Regions from separate parts of the Mus musculus genome. Here region 2 is linked to region 1. The links are chromatin contacts, called in public Hi-C maps. All regions are on one chromosome and are shown on one strand. Each heading gives the region's core, a stretch centred on a gene start, on an enhancer-like site or on the middle of the called end of the contact. The rest is flanking DNA. Distances are from core to core; before and after follow the strand shown.

The links. Hi-C and Micro-C count contacts between places; a contact is called where the count stands out from the background.
Region 2: a Hi-C map of the N1E-115 cell line shows a contact between it and region 1, with 4 times the contacts expected there. The contact joins two enhancer-like sites. A contact is called at or near these places in 7 of 39 promoter capture datasets (the C10 cell line, the HPC-7 cell line, cranial neural crest and 4 more), 2 of 15 datasets of contacts at CTCF or cohesin (CD8 T cells and the NIH/3T3 cell line), 4 of 484 Hi-C or Micro-C datasets (B cells, the MC3T3-E1 cell line, the N1E-115 cell line and 1 more) and 11 of 115 datasets of contacts at active chromatin or transcription factors (CD8 T cells, acute myeloid leukemia, a beta-TC-6 cell line and 8 more).

Annotation. Positions count from the first base shown.
Region 1 is chr4:88,926,376-88,930,126 of GRCm38.p6, forward strand. Gm49890 (predicted gene, 49890) reads right to left here. Exons shown (of 3, transcript NR_132735.1): 2 at 1,558-1,663. Among named protein-coding and RNA genes, the nearest start is that of Gm49890, 14 kb to the right of the region's middle. Within about 2 kb of position 2,001, at least 58 of the 459 cell types and tissues checked have an H3K27ac peak or open chromatin away from gene starts, as enhancers often do. A contact at or near this core is called in the N1E-115 cell line, where this site is marked.
Region 2 is chr4:89,099,084-89,103,158 of GRCm38.p6, forward strand. Gm12602 (predicted gene 12602) reads right to left here. Exons shown (of 4, transcript NR_151607.1): 4 at 784-1,956. Among named protein-coding and RNA genes, the nearest start is that of Gm12602, 27 kb to the right of the region's middle. Within about 2 kb of position 2,363, at least 2 of the 459 cell types and tissues checked have an H3K27ac peak or open chromatin away from gene starts, as enhancers often do. A contact at or near this core is called in the N1E-115 cell line, where this site is marked.

The DNA.
Region 1 (3,751 bases), core at 751-3,250:
AACCAATTTCAAGCCCAGTTCTGTTTCAGGGCAGAAACAAAGGGGGTTTTTCTTATCTAGTTTCTGAGCCCCTTCATTCTTTAAGGTTTCCAGGCACTCCCCCTTCTGTGAGCACCTTTCTCATCCTCAGTGCAGGGCTTTACTCCTCTCTCAACACTTTCGGAATAAAACAGAACCAACAATGAGGTCAAAGAGTGAAATGGTGTTTGCAGCTCCTAATCCTGGACAGTGGTCTTGTTCCCAGCACATGATATGTGGCACTGCATCTGCCTTCTGTGCTTGCTTTTGACCATGCTTCAAAACATTCTTGCTGTGTGACAAGACAATCAGGCCTTGTGGCTGTAAATCAGAACCCACCACTCTGGTGCCTAGGTGTGTAAATGCATGACTGTTTGCCTCCTCCAAGAACTTACTGAAGTCCACATTCTCTCCACAGAGGTGCTCATGACAGCACACTTGAAGTGCTGAAGGATGGCTGCCAAGATAAACAAGCTGCTCAGCCTTTCTATTAACAGGACTTAAACTAGTAAATGTGTTTGAGGATTTAGCTCAGTGGTAGAGCTTTTGTGTAGCAAGCACAAGGCCCTGGGTTTGGTTCTCAGCTCCAGGGAAAAAAAAAGACAAAAATAACAAAAACACCAAGGGGGCGGGGGGGGGGGAAAGCAAGCAAACAAACAAACAAACAAAACAAGATAAGTGTGTATGCAATTCCAAAACAAAACAAGCAAACAAAAAACAAAAGGGGTTGTGGGGAGAAAGAAAGGAGTGATTACATTTTTCATAGGAATCACTGTAAGAAAGGTATTCTACATTGTGACGTGTACCAAATGTGTTCAAGACTAAAACGATGTTTTGCAAAGCAAGAGGTCACTGTGAGCAACTCACTTTAACATTTTCCTACCCTCCCTTCTTTCATTTCTTAAATAACATTCACCCTAAATCAGACCCACAAAGCTGACTTCGTGATATCCCAGTGGGTCAGACCCCCATGCTGAAAGACTGCAGCATAGGACTATCAAATCCTGTGCTGTCACCACCTGCATCTCTTTCCCAGGACAGACAGCATTTATACTTCCCAACACTCTTTCAGAGTCCAGCCACACTACCATTCCCTGTAGTGCATATCACTTGGAAGGAGTCGGTATGAAGACATCACATAACTAATTACTATGGCGCCAGGGACCAGGGATAGCATAGCTAACTTCTGTTTGCCATCTTTGTATCTCCAGGGTTTGCACAGCATCCAACACATAGCAGGCATTCAAATATTGGCTAAAAATGGAAGAACAGGGCAGGCTTTGGCTCCATAGACCCTCTGAGGCCCTTTGGCCCCTCCGTATGCCACCATGCTATCATTAAATATAAATCTTTCAATGTCCAACCATCTTGAGTACTCAATGTCCCCACCCTGTTCTCTAGGCAACGCCTTGCACCAGTTATCTGCACAAAGCTACTTTGTAGGATATGTTTCTCTCTAGAAAAACTGGTTTAGAGCTAAAGAGCATGAAGATAAAATTAACAGATAAGCTGGTTCAAGAAAGAAGATGGGAAACTTACAGGCCGGAACCTAAGCTGGATACTGATGCCCAATCTCTCATTTCAACTCTTCAACAACGTGACCAATTTCACATCATTACCTCATTTTACTGGTAGGGAATCCAACCTTTAGAAAAAGAAAAAACAAAAAAACACAGGTCATGTGGTTAGCATGTTTGGCAGGGCTAGAATTTAAGTCAATCAATTTCAATGCCCCTCTCCCCCCAATACTCACCACCTGCTCTTGAAACTAAAATATAAAATTACAAAGAAACAATGACCAAAAACCTCAAACTCATTTGACTTATGTGAATCTAACAGGTTATCACACTGAATAAACAAAACCCAATACCTTAGTAATATACTTCATCATATAACTTTCCTTATTCTTTACCAAACCTTTGTGAGTTATTCATTACTGGGTATGTTTTTCTTGGCAGCTGTTAGTCTTGGCTGAGACATAAATTCTTACTGAGAAGCAATTGAGATATGTTAGGTTCTCTGTTACACAGAGAAAAGTAAGACTGTCCCTGTATGATGGGTCAAATCCAAGGGGACAATACATGAATTGGGGCAATTAAAAGAAGTTAAAAGCAGGTCAAAAATTGTGGCCTTTGGCTCTCACTAGAAGCAACATGAGGAAATGCTACAAAATAGAGTAATATGGGTCAGGTTTAACTCATATCCACCCCCACACAAGTACATTCTGATATGTCGACACAGGGCCTGCAGTGTGTAATTTGTCCAGTTAGAACCATGAGTCATCTTAAAGCCACTAAAAAGGTTCTTTTAAGAACGCACATCTCTGTTACAACTTTACAGCAGTAAATCTCAACCAGGAGCAATTCAAGGGGCGTCTGGCTATAGCTGAGGCTATTTCTGGTTGGCACAGCTAAGAGAACTGGAATGGTGCTAAACACTGTTCAGTGAATGGGCCCATCTCCCTCTTACAACCAATCACACAGCCAAGATGTGAGGAGTACCAAGGCAGAGAGCCCATGCTGCAGCCCTCTGTAAAACAGAGACGGTAAGAATGCCTGCCTGGATAGATGGGTTGTTGTGAGCCCTGGCCTGCTTTATGTGAAGCATTTAGAACACCCTTCTTGTAAATAATGAACAGAGATGCATTCAACTGTTTGCCTGCACATCACATGAATGCCTGGTATCCACAAAGGCCAGAAGACAACATCAGATCCCCGGAGACTGGAGGTAAAGATGGCTGTAAGCACCCATGTGGGTGCTAGGAACTGACTTCAGGTCCTCTGCAAGTAGTTCTAAATGGTGAGCTTTATTTAATATGTTTAATAAACAAAATATACTGGCCCAGTTTTTTACAAGGGATGTGACCAGTGGGTCCTATTTATAACTTTGTAGAAAATACTCCACACCAAAAAAAAAAAAAGGCTACTGTGTTAGAAAGGCAAGATTACCCATTTATAGACTCTTGGGTCTACCATTTACCCTTCCAGGAGCCTTGGTAAATATCCTACCTTCCCTGGCCACGATAATCATTAGCCCCAAAGAGAATCTGGATCCTTCCAGATTTAAAATTTTCTGTGTGTGTTTGTGTGTGTGTTTGTGTGTGTGTGTGTGTGTGTGTGTGTGTAGGGGGCTTGCACATGTGTGTGCAGATGCATGTGTTCATGACCACATATGCACAGGGCAAAGAAGTATGTTGGGTGTCTTCCTCTATTGTTCTAATGCTATGTTTTGAGACATCATCTCCCACTAAACATGAAGCCAGCCTTTAGACTAACCTGGCTGGAGAGAATTCTACTCAGATCCTCCTATCTGCAACACTGGAGTTACAGGTTACAGGTATGCATGGCCATGCCAGGCTCTGTATGCGGATGCTGACGATTTGGACCCATGTCCTCTTGCTATATGGTGCTTACAGTTGTTCCACTTAAACCCATGCTTTCTCAATGGTAAGGCCACCATGATCAAACGAACTGAAGAACAATGCCAATTCCCAAGATGATCATTCCTCTAAATATCTGTTATTGAGGAACCTCAAATATCCAGCATTTGAGATGAGCACGATATAGACATTAAATATTAGATTATCTGCTGTGCTTTGCAGATGAATCCCATGTCTTTAAAACATAAAGTAGAACCAGAAGACTTTCGATGCGACAGTAGCCTCAAAAGATACTGCCGCACAAGCTTCTCAATTACTTCTTATAAGATGCTAAGTCAGCAGAGAGTACGGCCC
Region 2 (4,075 bases), core at 1,113-3,612, 170 kb after region 1:
TTTATTATATGTAAGTACACTGTAGCTGTCCCCAGATACTCCAGAAGAGGGCATCAGATTTCGTTACGGATGGTTGTGAGCCACCATGTGGTTGCTGGGATTTGAACTCAGGACCTTTGGAAGAGCAGTCAGTGCTCTTAACCACTGAGCCATCTTGCCAGCCCCTGTTTGTTTATTCTTGAAGATTGTTTGATTACAAAATTTATTTCTTCTTGAAATACCAGAATGTGGTTATTAAACTATTCCTTGTGTTTAAACACACACACACACACACACACACACACACACACACACACACACACACTTGGAGCATATTTTAGAATGTTTCAGATATTCCCAGAGCCTCCAAAACAGCCAGAGAAGAAACTTCATTGTGTCTACACAGGCTATATCTCAACGTTCAAGCTTCCACCAGGTGGAAGATCCATTCAATTCAAACACAGTTATTCCTCCACCAAACAAGGGAAAAATTTAATAATATCCCCTAGCTCTTACATGAAAAGATGTTCCCGACAGGAGTCGTCTTAGAGTAAGCCAGACAAGCCATTCTGGATAGTGCAGAGACCAACAGAGTGATGGCCTGTCCCTTTCTTTCAATACACTTCGTAAAGACCATAATAAAATCCTTCAATGACCAAAGGTTTTTGTCATTACTGAAACCAACATACAAAGAATTGACCATCTTAGTGAAGGTCAATTGGTGATAGTAAGGGTCATACAGATGAAAAATTTGGGGACGTGTATTTTTAAATGAAAAGCAAACAAAATAGCACCAAACAAGATACTACTAAACGTCATTTATTAATCCACCAATTAGAAAGAAAGAGAAAAACTTTTAAAGAAATTCTGCAAGTTTTTACTTGAAATTTGTAAAAGTCATTGTGCTTAAGATAGTGGGAACTCGGGTTTCACTCCAATGCATACCTTCAGTTACTTCAGTAAGTCCTCGATTTTGTTCATAAGCCCAGAGATAAAAGACCATTCTGGATATTTAAGTTGGGAAACCAGGTCTAAGACATTCCCAGATGTCATCATAGACTCGTGGCAAAGAAGATAATCAGGGCCATTCAGGGTGGCTCCCATAATATAACCTGGATAACCTGCCATCTATTTCCTCTGTACCTACACTAAATGTGTTAAGGCATTATCTCCTGGGAAACACCTAAGTAATGTTTAAGGACCCTTGGCAGTGCTCGTAGCAAACAGAACTCTCCAAGCTAGCCACTGAAGAACACGGTACATTTTCTAAACAGAGATCAAGATTAAACCTAAAGGATTTACCTAAATCTTGACTGTAAGATGACTCCCTTAAAACCAGACCTCATGCCCTTCTACCAACTTCACTGGGAAGAATCAGAAGCCCTGAGGCATAGGAACTCCTGGCGTGCCTAGGCACAGTCAGTGTGGTCCTCTAGCCTTTGTGAGAATGGAGAGATAGGAAGCACTAAGCCCCTCCCCTTTCTTTCCCTGTTTTCATCCCACTCACTTCCACCCATGGATACCACATGACTGAGATAATTATGTGCAAAGGAGAAGGGCGTGTAGTGATATGTGAGCTTCTGTATCTTGTGTATCCAGCTTGGTTGACCATTTCAACAGGGACAGTCCCCATATGGAGAACTCATCAGGTGGGATAAATAATCTCTATTCTCTTGGCATTCTAGAAGTTATTAAATAAGAAGGTATCATATGTCTCTTTAGTTTGCAACTTCCTTCTTCAGCTGCAAGTAGCATGAAATTGTTTAAGTGCAGGTCCATTTGTGTCTCACCAACAGATGTTTTGTTTGGGATGTGGCAAGGGTTGGGGGCGGTCTGTTTGTTTCTTTCTGTTTTAGCTCTTCCAATGTTTTCTACTCCTGACAATCCCATGAGTCATTGGCACCTTGTTAATTTCAGTAGACGACCATTTTAACTGAGAAACTTCGTGAAACTGGCAACTGTGTGATGCTATTGAACCTGAAAAAAAAAAAAAAAAAACTATCACAGAGGCTCCAGGGAGAGGGCAAAATCTCTCTCAAACGGCAGAGGGGACCATTCTGTACTGATTCGCCTATTAGTTTTTACCGTGGTTCCACATTCCCTCCCCTTGAAAAATAAACTGCATGATACAGCATGATTTTTAATCTCAACAAGAAAACCTTGTACTTGAAAAATTAAGTAGAAAATGATGCTCCTAACTTCAAGGAAGAGAAGAAAATAATTAAACCGTAGTTAGTAGGCTGACCCTAACCCTGAAAGACTCTGAGCTTGTAAATGAAACATATTGTTTCCTTTATTTTGAGCTTCTCCTTTCATGAGAAAAACTCTTAAAGATACACAGGAAGAGTTCTTCATGGCCTGAGGCTCTTACATCGCTAATGGCTTTTGACAGTGTGTTGCAGCTTAGTTAATTCAATTGAATTTGATTATTCGTGGCACTAACAAGATAAACAGGTTGACAGAGGGGATTTTTTTCAGTCACTGGTTCATATTAATGTCTGAAATTCAGTTGTCCAGAAAAGGAGATGGGTGGGAGAGAAGCCAATGTGATGGTATTTTAAGTCAGGCTATTCTTAATTGCAATTTGACTGTGGATAAAGGATTGATTATGAGACTATTAACATTATTCATCTAAAAAAGAGAATAAAAAAGTGGTAAAATGCACACTTCCCATCAAACCTTAGTCCCAGGTTGCGTTATTAAGCAGATCTGGCCCACTGGTCTACTTATGTGCACACACGCACACACACACACAGCACACACACACAGCACACACACACAGCACACACACACAGCACACACACACACACACACACACACACACACACCAGCAGCAGTAAGTATAGAACACCTTGGTGTTTCCGGAATATAACCATTTTCTTTCTTTTCCCATACCACTGCATGTTATAATTTCTGTGTTGTTTGCCTCTGGACTAACAACCTTCTTAATTCTCAAAAAGGAGCAAAGATTGTTTCTGCTCAATGATATCCTCTAGGTTTTCCTCAATATTCTTCAGAATCTGTACATCCTCTTAGTCCATGTCCCCCAACTTTTTCTGCACATCCACACCCCTGGGATCTAACATGGCCTTGCCAATCATACAGCTCAGTGGGACTCCATACGAAAAGAAGCATTGGTGACAGAGGATGAGGCTGAGTTTTCATTGTTTGAACATAGTCTAAAACTTCAGCAGCTTCCTACAACAACAAAACCCCATCAAAAATCCCACTGTGGCCATCCTTGATTTCAACCCCAATCACCGCTCTGCTTTTTGTTTGTTTGATTTTGTTTGGTCAAGGCAGGATTGGGACACTGGCCTTAAACTCACTATGTAGCCCAGGCTGAACTCAAACTTTCAACAATCCTTCTGCTTCAGTCCCACAGGGGCTGGGATTATGGACCTGAGCCACCGTACTGAGCTTGTGGGAGTTGTTAATACTCTTGTCTGCCTCTGAAGCCAGCTGGAGCTGACATCATTAGCCTTCAGTCACCCTGCCTCTCTTCCTCTTTGCAGCCATCACACATGGTAGGTGATCAATAAATATTTGTTAAAAAAACAAGAGGATGAGTGGATAACTCAACATCCAAATGAGAAATTAGAGGAAGAGGTGATCAAAACACATGTACAAAACTCTCAATGAACTGATAGTATAAAAGAATAAATGCTGAAATTGTTTTTGAAATGCGAAAACATGCATTTATGCAAGAGGTTAAATTATATCACAGGAACATGTTCTGCAAGTGAGTGCTTGCCTTACCTGGTAAGATAATGGCTGTGCATATTCATGCTCTCTCTCTCTCTCTCTCTCTCTCTCTCTCTCTCTCTCTCTCTCTGTGACTCTGTCTGACTCTCTCTATTGATCTCTCTTGCTTTCCTTTCCTCTCTCTTCTTTTCCTTTCCTCATTCCTCTCTTCCTCCCTTATTACATAATTAGACTGTGCTTTTCATTGTTAATATTTGTTTTGATTGATTTGTATTGATTTGTTATAACAATAACAGAGATATTTTATACCATTTTGCCACAAGAATCACTAAACATGTTTCCATATAATTTCATGACACCACCCTGAAGCATCAATAGCTTGTGTTTATAA